Linked DNA regions of Mus musculus: regions 1, 2, 3 and 4 are each linked to region 5. Evidence: chromatin contacts called from public Hi-C, HiChIP or PLAC-seq, Micro-C and promoter capture Hi-C data. All regions are on one chromosome and are shown on one strand. Each heading gives the region's core, a stretch centred on a gene start, on an enhancer-like site or on the middle of the called end of the contact. The rest is flanking DNA. Distances are from core to core; before and after follow the strand shown. Region 1 holds the start of Pycr2 (pyrroline-5-carboxylate reductase family, member 2). Region 2 overlaps Gm39713 (a long non-coding RNA gene). Region 3 holds the start of Coq8a (coenzyme Q8A). Region 4 has its middle 25 kb from the start of Gm39713. Region 5 holds the start of Parp1 (poly (ADP-ribose) polymerase family, member 1).

Evidence for each region. Promoter capture Hi-C pulls out the DNA fragments that hold promoters and counts their contacts. Hi-C and Micro-C count contacts between places; a contact is called where the count stands out from the background. HiChIP or PLAC-seq counts read pairs in DNA pulled down with a chosen protein or histone mark.
Region 1: a promoter capture Hi-C map of liver shows a contact between it and region 5, with 2.6 times the contacts expected there. The contact joins the promoter of Pycr2 here to the promoter of Parp1 in region 5. A contact is called at or near these places in 2 of 39 promoter capture datasets (liver and pre-B cells) and 1 of 115 datasets of contacts at active chromatin or transcription factors (memory CD8 T cells).
Region 2: an H3K4me3 HiChIP or PLAC-seq map of bone marrow-derived macrophages shows a contact between it and region 5, with 2.4 times the contacts expected there. The contact joins the enhancer-like site here to the promoter of Parp1 in region 5. A contact is called at or near these places in 1 of 39 promoter capture datasets (neural stem cells), 3 of 484 Hi-C or Micro-C datasets (embryonic stem cells and nephron progenitors) and 3 of 115 datasets of contacts at active chromatin or transcription factors (bone marrow-derived macrophages, embryonic stem cells and microglia).
Region 3: a contact with region 5 is called in a Micro-C map of embryonic stem cells, with 3 times the contacts expected there. The contact joins the promoter of Coq8a here to the promoter of Parp1 in region 5. A contact is called at or near these places in 10 of 39 promoter capture datasets (the 3T3-L1 cell line, the SN4741 cell line, cranial neural crest and 5 more), 3 of 484 Hi-C or Micro-C datasets (cerebellar granule neurons and embryonic stem cells), 1 of 115 datasets of contacts at active chromatin or transcription factors (memory CD8 T cells) and 3 of 9 other capture datasets (adipose tissue, liver and macrophages).
Region 4: a contact with region 5 is called in a Hi-C map of myocytes, with 1.8 times the contacts expected there. The contact joins the enhancer-like site here to the promoter of Parp1 in region 5. A contact is called at or near these places in 1 of 39 promoter capture datasets (neural stem cells), 14 of 484 Hi-C or Micro-C datasets (the AML12 cell line, B cells, the G1E-ER4 cell line and 11 more), 6 of 115 datasets of contacts at active chromatin or transcription factors (bone marrow-derived dendritic cells, embryonic hindbrain, embryonic stem cells and 1 more) and 4 of 9 other capture datasets (adipose tissue, embryonic stem cells, liver and 1 more).

What each region holds. Positions count from the first base shown.
Region 1 is chr1:180,902,888-180,905,587 of GRCm38.p6, reverse strand. Pycr2 (pyrroline-5-carboxylate reductase family, member 2) reads right to left here and starts at 1,314. Exons shown (of 7, transcript NM_133705.2): 1 at 1,058-1,314; 2 at 774-844. The coding sequence starts at 1,124.
Region 2 is chr1:180,301,548-180,304,247 of GRCm38.p6, reverse strand. Gm39713 (a long non-coding RNA gene) reads left to right here. Exons shown (of 4, transcript XR_865777.2): 4 at 994-1,046. Among named protein-coding and RNA genes, the nearest start is that of Gm39713, 6.2 kb to the left of the region's middle. Within about 2 kb of position 1,292, at least 74 of the 459 cell types and tissues checked have an H3K27ac peak or open chromatin away from gene starts, as enhancers often do. A contact at or near this core is called in bone marrow-derived macrophages and microglia, where this site is marked.
Region 3 is chr1:180,194,734-180,197,603 of GRCm38.p6, reverse strand. It overlaps Coq8a (coenzyme Q8A), which reads left to right and starts at 1,584. Exons shown (of 15, transcript NM_023341.3): 1 at 1,584-1,731.
Region 4 is chr1:180,282,877-180,285,576 of GRCm38.p6, reverse strand. No RefSeq gene overlaps it. Among named protein-coding and RNA genes, the nearest start is that of Gm39713, 25 kb to the left of the region's middle. Within about 2 kb of position 1,321, at least 76 of the 459 cell types and tissues checked have an H3K27ac peak or open chromatin away from gene starts, as enhancers often do. A contact at or near this core is called in embryonic limb bud, myocytes, neural stem cells and 2 more, where this site is marked.
Region 5 is chr1:180,567,457-180,570,224 of GRCm38.p6, reverse strand. It overlaps Parp1 (poly (ADP-ribose) polymerase family, member 1), which reads right to left and starts at 1,334. Exons shown (of 23, transcript NM_007415.3): 1 at 1,072-1,334. The coding sequence starts at 1,191. Gm31986 (a long non-coding RNA gene) reads left to right here and starts at 1,326. Exons shown (of 4, transcript XR_001779573.2): 1 at 1,326-2,247.

The sequences.
Region 1 (2,700 bases), core at 65-2,564, 340 kb before region 5:
CACCCAGAGTCTGGAAGCAGAGCTGCAAAGCCCACTCCCAACCTCACAGCTGTTTACCGGAGTAACAAGTCTCCACGGGGCCCCCTCTAGGGCTCTGAGGTGCATAGCTGGGGTCCTACAGCGTTGGGGACATAAGCCTATACTAGGCACAAACAGTATCCACAGTGCTTCATCTGCTCACCTGTCCCACATTGGCCAGATGTTAGAAGACTTGGGACATTAAGCTTTATTGAATAAAGAAACTACGTAACTCACCAAGTCCCCTAGCAACGCTGTCATTTACAACATCGGTAAGCAGAATTTTCCAGACTTAGAAGCCAACACGGGCTATGCAGTGAAATTCAAAGCAGACTAACAAAAAGAACCTTTTTTTTTAAAGAATTATTTATTTATTATATGTAAGTACACTGTAGCTGTCTTCAGACACTCCAGAAAAGGGCATCAGATTTTGTTAAGGGATGGCTGTGAGCCACCATATGGTTGCTGGATTGAACTCAGGACCTTCGGAAGAACAGTCTGTGCTCTTACCCGCTGAGCCATCTCACCAGCCCAAAAAGAACCTTTCTTATATGCCTACTTTCACCCCAGTAGGATCCGACACTAACTTTGCCTGGGAGCTCCCACCACACAAGGCTGCCTCAGAGAAGGTGCAGGGCTTACAATGATGACTTCCCTAAAGGAGAGTCGGAGCCTGCCAGACTCAGGGCATCTCCGGACACGCTTTTCCTGGGCCTCTTCCTCTTGCCCACTTCCCTCCATCCCTCCTAGCCTACCCTGAGCGCAGACACCGTGGGCAGGTCCATATCCGGGGAGCTGGCTATTATCTTGTGAGCCGACAGGACGCCTACAGAAAACAAAGTTTTTCAACTGTAGATCATGGCCCAATCATGCAGTCCATCAATGGAAGCCAACAGCAGCTCTAGCAGTGCCGGCCTCCGACGCTATGCTCCCAGCAGATGGATGCAAATCTACCATCCATTCACATTCACTCATCGCCCACCCACCCACTCACTCACTCGTTCACTCTGGTGAGAGGGAAGGCTGACCACGCGCTCACCCGCGGCCGTGAAGCCCCGCGCCAGAGCACAGGCCAGCTGGCCTGCGCCGATGAAACCCACGCTCATGGCCGCAGGATCCCGGCGAGCGCCGATCCGGGGACTCTGGGGATCCCGGGGTCAGTGTCCGCGCGTGGAAAAAGATGGACCCGAATTGCTCGGAACAGCTTTCAAACCGGGATGCACCAGATGAACTGCTAGAGAGGCCCCAAGTATCCCAGAGCATCCACCGCCAAATACGCAGCCTCCGGTTGGCCACGTGTCCAAGGCAACCAATCCGAGGCTCGGGTCTGGGGCGGACCAATCGGCATCGCCGTCAGGCCGTGCGCCCGCCTCCTGATCGCGCAGCGGGTGGAACCTGTTAGCTCCGCTGGTGCGGGTCTGCTTGGCCCTGCCTGGGACACTGGTAATTCCTGGTTAGAAGAGTTGGTTTCTAACTCTGGTTCAGGAGTGAGATCTCCAAAACGCCTATTAGAGATGTACCCCTCATGGACACCAGGCTACAGCTAGCCAGCTTCGGCATGCTCCTTCCGAAGTAGAACTAGGTAGAAAAGACGAATTACTAGATCATGATTTGTTGATTTATTTAGTGATTTCCTTAAAGCACTGCTTGCACGGCCTGTTGGCCAAGCATGACTTCTCTTGCTACCCGGAACAGGGCGACCTGGAGAAACAGCTGAGACAGTGAGAAATGACTGCTTGTTTGTCCACCCCACCTTGTGGTTTTAGAGTATACAAAGAGACCCAGCATCGAAGCTTTTCAGGAGCTGTCCCGAATCACCAGTGACATCTCCTCTCTTCCATTAGAATTGTATTGTTTATTCCCAGAAAGATTTCTCGAAACATGTCCAGACGCACCAGAGGGCTCAGGAACAGCCACAAGTTGGGTTTGACTTTTGGAAAGTGTTTCACTATGTAGCCCAGGCTGTTCTTGAACTAGTGACCTTCCTGCCTCATCCTCTTGAGGGATGGGATTATAGGCGTGTAGTACATACATTTCTATAGTATACCAATCATAAGCAGTTTCCCAACGCCACCGAAACGTTATTTTACACAAGATTCTAACGTGTATTTATTCCATTAATGGACGAACCAAACAGTTAAAGTGGAACGATTTTTTTTTTCTGGCCAGAATCTCTTGCTTTGTTGCCCAGGCTAGACTTAAGTTCCTGAACTCAATGGACCTTCCTACCAGTCTTCCTAGAATTGGAAACTACATACATACTATCTGCTTTCTTGTATTCTGCTACAGTGAGGTAGATGAATAGCTACCTTCCCACCCAGCCATTTGGGACACACCCTCCAGGAGTGCCCCACCCTGACCCTACCGTCCAGCCCTTCCCTTCCGGACCTCCCAGCCAATAGGAAAACCAGTTCAGCCTCCTCCCTCCCCTCTCCCCGGGTTCTCCGCCCCCAGCATCATTTTTATCAGTGCCTCAGGGCCTTCACCCTTGTCTTATCCTTAAGTAACACGCCTGCCCCTTCTGAGAATTAGGAAGAACCAGACAATGGGACAGAGTACTGAGGTGTCCCAGGCTAGGCAGATGGCCAATCTGCAGCAGCCAACCCTCCCTTAGCTCCCTGTATTACACAGGAATCCATGTCTATTACCCAAAAATTAGGTTCAGTAGAAAGCTATGTCTTT
Region 2 (2,700 bases), core at 43-2,542, 270 kb after region 5:
AGTCATACATCTGCCTTCACTGATGGTTTGTCTGGGGTATGGGATAAGTATCTTTTATTATTATTATTATTATTATTATTATTATTATTATTATAGCTAGAGAAGAACAGAACTTGCAAGTGGCACTTGTCTCATAGATACCTATGGGTCAGTGAGTGTGCCCACGATTCTAGATTAAAAATTTGAGCATTGTTAAGAAGTATGCATAGAAGGGGAAAGTGAATGAACGGACACTCAACAACAGGAAAGGAAAGTTGTTTGGTGTGATGTATAGGGAAGAGAACTGTGACGTAAGCAGCTAATAGACCATCTCATTTAATTAGCACCATCTAGTCTCACTGATTCTCAACCACATTTCCTCCGTGCTTCCCCATCAACTAAGAGTGCTCAGAGCACAGGGTTTTCCAGAGGCCAAAATGTCTCATTTGCATCAGTGACAGGGTAGTCTCTCATCTATGAGTCAGACTAACATTAATTAACCTATTGAAAACAGGGTGTTCTGATAGAGTGTGAAATCAGATTACAAAGCCGGTACTACCCGTAGTGACTGAATCTAACCCGTGGTGCCTCTGCCTGGTTAGCTGTGACCCTAAGGGGTCACTTGCTGGCTTGCCAGCCAGTCTCCCCCAAAGGCCCCCTCCCTGCACTGCTGTGTTCCACTGGCCACCCCTTTCCTCTGTGTTCTTCATCTGGCTTTGCAAGTAAGGAAGCTGAGGTTCAGAGGGGACAGTGATCCTTGGGGTACACAAAGAGCTGGTTAGTTTAGCCCATCCTTATGTGACTACAAAGCCCCCCCCCATCATCCGTGGACCTCTCTCTACATTAACACCGTGTACCTGGATAAACTCCCAGCCCCCAGAAGCCCCTTCTTATCAACAGAAGTGTCATTTAATGAGCATTTGTGCTTAGGCACACAGGGACAGACTCAGGGTGGCATCAATGGCTTCCACCCCTTCACTTTGTCATTTGATTCTTTTGTCCCCTTGTTCCCAGGCTCCGGGTGTCCTTATATCCTTCATGTGTCCAGTACAATAGGGGAGCTATGAATCAGCAGAGATGTATCCTTTTTCAAAGCCAAATAAGGGACTGAGCCCTAAAACCAGCAATAAACCCAACAAGGTTTTATTAATTCAAACAGAGTGTAATCTGTAGTTGGAGGGTGTCTAGGGCCACATCAGCCTGTATGACTCTCAAAGGAAAAGGAAGGGAAAGCAGGGCTGCCCACCTCTGTTTATAGGGAACAATTGTTCTCCAGGTCCAAACCACATGTCCATAATAGGGAAGAAGAACGCCGCCCTATCAGGGAGTTTTTATTCTTAGGGCCGGAAAAGAGCGAAGGCTGCTTCTCTGGCCTGCAGTGTGTCAGCCTTGAACTTCCCATTCCCCCTCATCTCCTTAGCCCTGCCCCCCACCCCCAGCTCCTCAGCTTTGGCCTTGGCTTGCATAAAAATGTATTTCCCATCTTGACGCTGTTGTGATAAGCCACCACCTTTCATATGGATGAGATGAACAGGAAACCACAGAGCATGCAGTCAAAAGTCCTCGCTGTCCAGTGAAGTCAGGAGCTGCCTTTGTGAGACTTGAAGGGACGCCTTGAAGGGGCTCTGATCTCTAGGGCTGGTCTCTAGAGTCGCTGGAACCATAGGCACGACAGAGAGATGTGGCTGTGTCATTTCTGGGTGTGAAGAAAGTAAGAAGGAAGTCCTCTTGTTCCCCTGGAGCAGGGACAGCAGTGATACTCCGATACTCCGGTCTTGGTGGCTGCCCTTTGGGAGACGATTTGCTGCAGTTTTCACAGCAGGGAACCTTTGCCCAGGATTTGGGTGTGACTAGAACAGCATTCATGTTACATTCCTCTTGGGAAAGCTTGTCCTTAGAGCACAAGGCTGTGCTGCCTGCCTCCCCCATCAAACATTCCCTGTCTACCCCATCATGCCCACCATGGCCAGGAAAGCCACCTTGCAGGCCACAGGATCCACAGAGAAAAAATTTTGAATGTCTCATCAAAGACTTTGTAGAGTAGTCCCTGCAGACCAGGCTGGTTCCTGTGGACCAGCAGCCGTTTACCACACAGTCCGTCTTTCGTCAATGACTGTGTAAAGAGGCAGGGCTAGATTTGTAGACCGGGTGGTGTGTGCTTTCAGACTCTTCCCGTCTCCTGTGCAAAATGTGTGACTCCTTTCCACCGACATTTGGGACAATTCTGAGACATGGGTCTGTCTCCTGTCCTAATTGTCTATATAGCTTGTTTTTCCGGCCTGAGGATTGGACCTAGGGCTTGATACATGCAAGGGAGGTCTCTAGCATTGAGCTACAGCCCCACTGATTGTCTTATATATAAGACTGAAAGGCAAAGGTGGAAGGGAATCTTTCTGTTTTTGGAATAGGGCCTTACTAGGTAGTCCTGACTGATCTGGAACTCGCTATGTAGACCAGGCTGACCTTGAACTTGAGGGTGATCTTCCTGCCTCTTAAGTGCTGGGATTATAGGTTACAGCCCTATATACCTGACTCTGTGGAGTGTAATTATAACCAGCCTTTCTTAGTTATAACATTTATAGTGTAGAGCACTTGAAGGCATTACATAGTCTCTAGTGTAGCCTAATAGTGTAAGTTCAGATGAGACTTTGTCAATAAACGTCTAGATCTTTGCATATGTCCTTTACAGAGTTCTTACTAAAAGTACAGGGCTCAACCCGA
Region 3 (2,870 bases), core at 335-2,834, 370 kb after region 5:
AAGTGACTAGTTTACCTGTGGAGCCGAGCAGGCTGGGGAAAGACCACCCCTGGAAATAAGTCCATGGACATTATCCCAGCTTGGAAAAGAAGGAAAATGAATAGAGCGTCAACCCCAGGGACTAACACCAAGGATAGGAGTACAGACAGTGGGAGTCTTGGAGAAATAAGCCTGGGCAGAGAGACTCAAGAAATAATGGCAGAGCCCATCTCAGTTTTGATCAGACTAGCAATCTGCATGCTTAAAGCCTGTATTTTAAACAGAAAAGCCTTAGCTTTCTATAATGCAGCAAAATACTCAAGATAACCAACTTAGAAATAGGAAAGATTTATTTAGGCCTTGGTCCATTGGGCTGTGACTTTGGGGTCTCTCATGAAGCAGCAAGTCATGGTAGGATGGTGTAGTGGGCAGAGCTGCTCACCTCATGGTAGCTGTTGGCTTCTCATGGGAGCAGAGAAGGCTCCCAGGTCCTAATATTCCCTATAAAGTCACAACCTCAGTGATGTGACTTTCTTTCATCAGGCCATACTTCCTAAATGTTTGACAGCCTCCCTATGCCTACTTCCCTTTGGGACCAAAGTGGTCTTTGAGGAAAAAATATTCAAGATCCGAACTATCGAAGCCTTATTAGATTGATTTTGTGGAGAAGGATGGAAAAAGAAGTGGAGACAGTAAGCATAGAGAATACTTTCAGAGTTTTTGTTTTGTTTTGTTTGAAACATGGTCCAAATCATATCAATCTGTCGAAAAACGGAAAATAAACCATGGGAGAAGCGAGCGATTGTCTTAGGTTCGTTAGAGGGAAGCTGGCCTAGCATTGCTGGGCGAAAGGGCTGAGCTGGCACGGAAGCATCTTGGAAAGGCCCCAAGGCTAGGTATTTTCTCCCATTTGGTACAAAGGTGGCATGGACCTGTCGCAACCCTATCTTTTCTGGGTCAGCAGTCCCTTAGGGATGTTGTGGGTCAATGTTGTGTGTGTTGAGTGCACTCCTCAGGGCTGTTTTTCACCTTGGAAAAGGATTGTTTTTTTATTGGCGCTCATAATAAGCAAGCACAATTAGTCTAAATACAGAGCTGAAGGGTATAGAACTTTGGTGTCAGCGCCATAACACTTCCCTAGGCCAAGTGCTTTTGGAGGAACCCAGGCAGAAGCCTCATCACATGGCAAAAAACCAAACCAAACCAAACCAAACCAAAAAACCAACCCGGGCCTAGTCTAGGTCCTGGGGCGGGGGCCTGGGGGGTTCCTCTGTGGTCCCATCAAAACTTCTGAGGTCTTCCCGGCCCGACCCCTAGGAAGCTGAGCTAGCGTCGGTACCCAGGCGACCCTCACGTGGCTGCCAGGTGAACGCTTGTCAATCTTCAGAACGCAGGCGCAGAACAACTGCAGGCTTTTTTCCCTGCCCGGGAGAAAAGACAGCTAACAGGCAGATTAGGGACCGCGGCCTTCAAGGGCGGCCTCTCATTGGTTGCTTTTATTCCACCCTCAGTCCCTATTGGCTGTGAGCTGCGCACGCGGTAAGCACGCTCCCACTGCGTCCTGTGGCATCGGGGCAGCTAACAAACAGCGGCTCAGCCAATGGGAGGGCTCGGAGGCGGGGCAAGCGGAGCGCGGCGTGCGCACCCGGGCTAGAAGGTAAACAGAAGCGGAGAGTGTGCGGAGCGCTCGCAGCGGGGCGAGCGCGCGGAGGCGTTGCGTTGCGGACGGAGGAGCTACCTTCCTGCAGCCCGGTAAGGCTGTCGCCTGCCGGCCCGCTGCTAACCTCAGCACCCCGGGGTCCCTTCTTATACTTTCAAGTGACAGTGCGGCCTGCGTACGGTGCAGCCCTTTCCCGACCCGGGTCTGGCTCAGCGAGCAGAGGGTTGCTTGTGGCCTCTGCGTCGTCCACGCACGTGGCTGCCTTTCTCCCAATAATGTTCTGAACTCTCAGACCCTCGAACTGTGTGCTCTGGCTGCAGTTTGTGTCAGAACTACAACTTCTAAGCCCGAGCCAGCTGTTGGGTTTCACGGCTGGGGTGAAGTCTGGGAAGAAGTCCCTTCCTTGTTCCTTTTTCTTCGTTTCTTTTTGGTCCGTCCTCTTGTTTTTCCCAGACACTGATGGCCACACTACCAGTTTTGACAGCTCCTGCACTCTCTTGCACAGAAGCTGTCACATAACTCAACCAAGCCACCTTCAGAGTGTGAGGGGACAGAGGGAGAACGCTGTAGGGGCGGGTCTGGGTTCTGGGACCCTTCATTGGCTAGGCAGCCTGAAGGGGCAGAGGCTGTGTGCAGACATCCAATCTGGGTTGGGCTTGCAGCACTGTAGAAAATTGATTTAGGCTCACTTGGACTTGGTGTCTGTGGAACGGGACTCTGGAGCTGGGGTGTGTCAGGCCAACCTTCTTGCCGGAGGATTTGGACTAGTGATCATGACAGACATCCAGTTGTGCTGTGGCTGGCGGCCATGCTGGCAGGGAGGTTGTTGGGAAACATTTGGAGTGAGGAAGGCACTTCTGAGAAGAGGCTAGAGGGGTTTGTTGGCTTACAAGAGCAGTGTCTGTACGACTCCGAGGGTAGCTTTGGATGCTATATTTAGCCTTGTGAATAATGAAGACAGCTGAATTGTGACCACTTGTGGACCAGGTGACACAAAGCAAAAGCGAGGCAGGCAATCTGTGCATTCTCTGAGCTAATGAACCACCTGAGACAGAACTTCCCAACTCCAGACTATTAACATGTTGGACCTAATCTTGTTTACTGTGCCTGCTTATCTTATGCAGGGTGTGTAGCTGAATCCCTGGCTTGTACTACTAGACAAATAGTGACACCCCCACGGCCACCCAATCCCACCAATTGTGACAACTGAAAATGTCCCCTGACATTGCAA
Region 4 (2,700 bases), core at 72-2,571, 280 kb after region 5:
TGTACCCTTTGGCCAAACATGTATCCTCTGGAAGAGCAGCCGGTGTTGTTGACCACTGAGCCATCTCTCCAGCCCTCTTTTATTTTTTAAGATAGAATCTCACTACACAGAGCTGCTCCTGAGGCTAACCTTGGACTTATGATCCTCCTGCTCCAGTCTCTCAAGGAACTGGGATCTAAGCCCCGTGTCACACAGCCATTGCCTTTTCTCTTTCTTTTCTCACCATGGAGCTCTGTCCTGGAACTCTCTCTGTAGACCAGGCTGGCCTCAAACTCACAGAGTCCTACCTGCCTCTGCCTCCCACATGGTGGGATTAAAGGTGTGCACCACCACTGCCTGGCCCTTTTCTTTCTCATAAGTCCAAGTCTCTCAACAACACTCTCTTGTGCTTATCTTTCTCTGTTCAGAATAAATTGGGAGGAATCCTGTCCACTCTTCTAAGGCCAAAACTCTGATCGATAGTCAAGATTCCTTTGTCAGGGCACCTCACCCAGTCCAGACCCTGTTGGAGGAACCATGGGTTAGATCCCCATCAGCAGAATAGTAACCCTAATAGTGATGGGCTTCTAAGAAGCCTCCATGGAGTTGCCCTGTGGTGGGTGTCTGAGTAAGATGAGGACAGGACCTGGGAAGATAACACCCCAAGTATTTAGGATTCTTACAGGGGTTGGGTGCTGGCAGACATACTGACCTGAGACTCGCTTAGAACTTTGGTTCAAGTGCCCACTCTTCATATCATGCCTGGCAGATGGCTGCAGGTGTGTGTCCACCTGAGGTGTGGGGGCTGTTAGCAGCTGACAGAGGTGAGGAGGAATCAGAAGGTGGAGTCTTGCTAGCACAGCCCCAGCCCTGGGACAGCTGAGAACTGCTCATCATGGCCTTGTGTGCAGGGAGACCAGGGTGGCAGGGCTGCTGGCACCCAGGAATGCAACTTTACCCTGGACCAGGTCCAGCGAGGCACCCTGGTGTTGTTTTACTTGGGCACAGCAGCCTCTCTGGGGGAGTCCCAGAAGAAGCGTGAAACCATTCTGGGATGTCTGATTTTCTGTGGTACAGTGAAGTGCTGCTCTCTGGAGTTGCCTCTGGACCCTTGACCTCATTGTCAGGTCGTTTCTGAAGGGCCTTGGCTAGAGCAGTCCCAAGGGGTCCTGAGGCAGTGCTAACAAAGGCAGTTAGGGAGGTGGCTGGACTTGCTCCTGCTTACACAAATGGAAAATCTAGAAGGTCATTTGACTCCACAAAACGCCCCTCTGTGAAGACTGCTGATCTCCAGTTAACCGCTGGGGACTGCCTGCATTCCAAGCCGGCTTTGGTTTTAGCGCAGTCACAGAAATTGCTTGGTAACGAGGCAGCTGCCTGACTGTGCCCTGCGCTGAACACCCCTCATTTGAATCGCTCACGAAGCAGCTGAACGGGGACTGGATATGACCTTGAGCCGCTTGGCTTGTGATTTCAGGTGCTTTTAAGAGAAAACCCATACAAGGCAGATGCTAGGGGAAATGCTGAGTGGGACAAGGTCAGCAACAGGGGAGTCCTCTCCCCCTCCGCTGTCCTGCTCTCTACTAGGGCATCCTAGGCTCACTGTGCGCTGTCAGAGAGGCCAGCATGGCCACAAAGGTCATCCCTGTGTGGATCCCTCACCTTAAGGTAAAAACAGGACTTTTCCCTCCTCACCTTGCCAGGGCATCTCAGAGACTCCAGTCAGTGCCAAGGGCCACCACAGTTTCTTCCTCAGAGGACGAAGCTTGACCTCTTCCCTCAGCCTGACCTGAATCCTGTCAAAGACTAGGGACAGGATCATCCTCCAGTCCTTCAGCTCCCACCAGGACCAATCTGGCCACTGTACTGGGGCCTGGGGATAGAACAGTCTGGAACCTAGAAAGTTACCTGGGGCAAAAGTCACAGTAGGTGATGGACCACAGGGCATGTGACCGGAGCAGGCAATTCTATGTGGCCACTTCCCTACTCTGTTCTTTGTCTTGTTTTAAATGTTTATTTCATTGTTTGTTTGTTTTGAGACATGTTCTCACTCTATAACTTGACTGTGTTGGAACTCACTATGTAGACCAGGCTGGCCCCAAACTCACAGAGATTCACCTGCCTCTGCCTCCCAAGTACTGGGATTAAAGGTGTGCACCACCACTGCCTGTCCATTATTACCTTTTCCTCCCCTTCCCCCTCCCCCTCCCCCTCCCCCTCCTCCCCCCCTCCTCCTCCCCTCCCCCTCTTCCCCCTCCCCCTCCCCCCTCCTCCTCCCCTCCCCCTCTTCCCCCTCCCCCTCCCCCCTCCTCCTCTTCTTCTTCTTCTTTGTTCACTATTAGTGTATCCTCAGTAAATATTACAGTCACACAGTATCTTTTCCTGATGCTTGAAATTTCAAAGTTAAAAAAAATAGGTCAAAGATGATAAGAATTTATGATACATGCCAAATTACTCCCCAAAGTATTTATGTCATTTTATAATGTCACCTTCAATGTATAAGAGTACTAGTTTCACCTGGCTCTACAATATTTATTATTATTACTATCACATGATCACCATTTCTTTATTTTTATAAATATTACTGCGTTAAGGATCAAGCCCAGGGTCATCTGCATGTAGAAGTGAGGGTGTGGATCCCCCCTTTTTGTTAAACATGTTGGGGTGTTGTGTATTTGGTTTATTGCTTATATTATGTTAATTGAATTCCCAAATCACACG
Region 5 (2,768 bases), core at 85-2,584:
CACTAACACCGTGCCTAGCTGCTTCTTAATAAATATGTATAGAATGTATGAGAACTGTGTCAAGCAAGAATGCTGAGCTAGGCAGTCTCTCCGAGGGCACCAAGATGACAGCTTCAGTTCTTCCCATAAGGAGAAATAATAGAAGCAGTGTGGTATCTTGGTACCCACTGGGTGAATGTCTTTTCCCCCTTCCCTCCCCCCCTTAAGAACTGAAGCCCCATTGAGGGCTAGCCTGCCTCTTCTAAAACACATTACTGCAGCTGGACAGCAAGGGAAATCAATTGCCTCGACCATTAGCAGCGTGAGCTTGGGTAACTGAGTGTTTGGGGGAGGTGGGAACAGGGCAGGTGAGAACCACACTAGCAAAGACGGGAAGGAATCTGCAAAACCAGAAGCCTAGGAGGCAGGAGCCACTGGAACGCCAGGACCCGTCATCCCACCACCTCCTGACCATCTCGGAAGCGTCAGTGAAGAGACCAGATAGCTGCAGAAAGCGCCGAGACCTCGGGAAGTTTGGAGAAAATGTTATTTCCAAGTAGAAATCAGGCCCAAAGCGAATGCACTGTAAAGAAATGGCACTGCTTTGCATAACTAAAATAGAAATACCGAGAGTGAGCGGATGTTGAAAGGATCATCAAAAATAGGCTTAAGGGGAAAAAAAAATCTTCTGTATTCATGGAGGACAATAATCTTCCGGGACAAGATAGGCCCAAATCAGAGCAGCTTTAAAGACCGCGCGCACACCCTCCACCCCGACGCCGAGAAGGCAGTGAAATAAACAAAAACTCTGCGACCATCCAGACCCAGCGAAGAGGCAGGCCCCTTGTCTTTACAAAGCCAGAGGCACTTACGCCAGATGCTCTTACTTCCCGGGCTTTTCTTGCAGGGTAAGCGCAATGTCCCGGAAGGGGTCGGCCCAATGGGCCTCAAGGACCTCCGCGGCAGCGCCGCGGGTCTTTCCCGCCCTTCTCTCCCGGTCCGGCTGAGCCGCAGGGCGGAGTGAGGCGGCCCCGAGCCCACACAGCCGCCCAGGCCGCGTCGCCCTGCGCCTCCGGCCCGGCCCCGTCGCACCTGCACCATGATGGCCATGCGGAGGGAGTCCTTGGGAATACTCTCGCTGCATTTCTTGCAAGAGGCGCGCCCGCTCTTCGCGTACTCCACTCGATAAAGCCTCTCCGAGGCCTCCGCCATCCTCCTTCTCGTGCTGCAGCGGCAGCCCGACGCCGCCGCTGGTGCGCTCCGCTAACGTGTCGGTTTCCCCCGCAAGCGTGCAGAGCCGCCTCCGCTCAGGATAGATTACTGATGCCTAGCGGCGGGACCGCCCCCCCAAGCTCGCGCGCGGAGGGCGGGGCCTCAGCTCATAGGGCGGGGCTTCAGCACGTGTCCTTGGGAGGTTGGGTCCCAGCGCGACTGCGCCTGTGCACGCTGGTCTCTGCCTCTGGGAAGGGGCCAGGGCGGGGACCCGGGGAATCTGACAGGCGCCACCCCTTTTGTCGGTTTGTCCCAGAAAGGCTTTTTGTTCGCCCAAATAATTCCACCTCACCCACTTGCATTTTTTTCTAGGTATGTCTAGAGCGAACCCTGCTGACCCTAAGTGTAGTATTCTGCTTTGCAGCCTCCACATTGCTGACACAGAAAACCAACTAAAGCCTGATTTTTCATTCTTAGTAAACTTAAATGCATAACTATAAATTCCAAGAGAATGAGCAGAACCCGTGACAGTTGGTAGTAGTTACAACAGATGTCGTGTGTTCTCATCCCCCATCTCCGCGCTAACACAGGACAGGGTGTCTCAGTGTTGCCCTGGCTGCCCTGAAACTTGTTCTGTAGATCAGGCTGGCCTTGAACTCACAGGGATCCATGTGCCTTTGCCTCCTGAGTGCTTGGGATTAAGGGCGTGTGACACCATCTCCGGCAACAGATATTTTCCTGGGGAGATCCCAAAATATTTTAGGTTATCGACAATTAAAGTTATAGGTATTGTTAAACTTGCTACTGTTAGATCTTGTTATTTAATGTAGCACTACAATCTTTAACATTATTGGTCTTTTTTTTTTTTTAATAATTATATGAGCGTGATGCAGGGTCTCACTATAAAGCCCTGGCTGGCCATGAAGATGAAGTCGGCTTCAAACTCACAGAGATCCACTTGCCTGTGTCCTAAAGTGTGGGTAAACTGCATGTCTGGCAGCAAACTGGCTGGTGAGCTGTGGCCTACTTGTCTATGAATCATTCCTGATTGAGCAGGTATGAACTGGCTCTAGGTATCTGCTTTGTGCTTCCTCTGTTGCTGCTCTTTTTCTAACCCTGCCCTCCCTTGTTGAGACCCTCTCGTGGCAGAGAGAGACAGGACACATGGCTGTTCCCTAACCTAGTCCAGGGAGTGGGGTCCTTCCACTTTGCCTTGTAACTGATCCCGTGGGTAACCACCCCAGCAAATTCTCCTTTGCTGCAGAGGGTCTAAACCAGGCAGGCTAGCCTATCTCAGACTTAAAAAACAGAAAATCTCCCAGACCAAATTACAATGTGTGAATTGCAGGCATGTTTTGCCTGTATAAATATTTATATATCATGTGTGTTTGGTGTTTGCTGAGTCCAGAAGACGTTTTCATATCTCCTGACTGGAGGAAGTTACAGATGGTTGTGAGCTGCCATGCAGGAACTGGGACTCGAACCCAAGTCCTCTGAAAGAGTAACCAGTACTTTTAACCTCTGAGCCATCTCTCCATACTCTCCCCCTTGCAATAAACAAACAAACAAACAAAAAA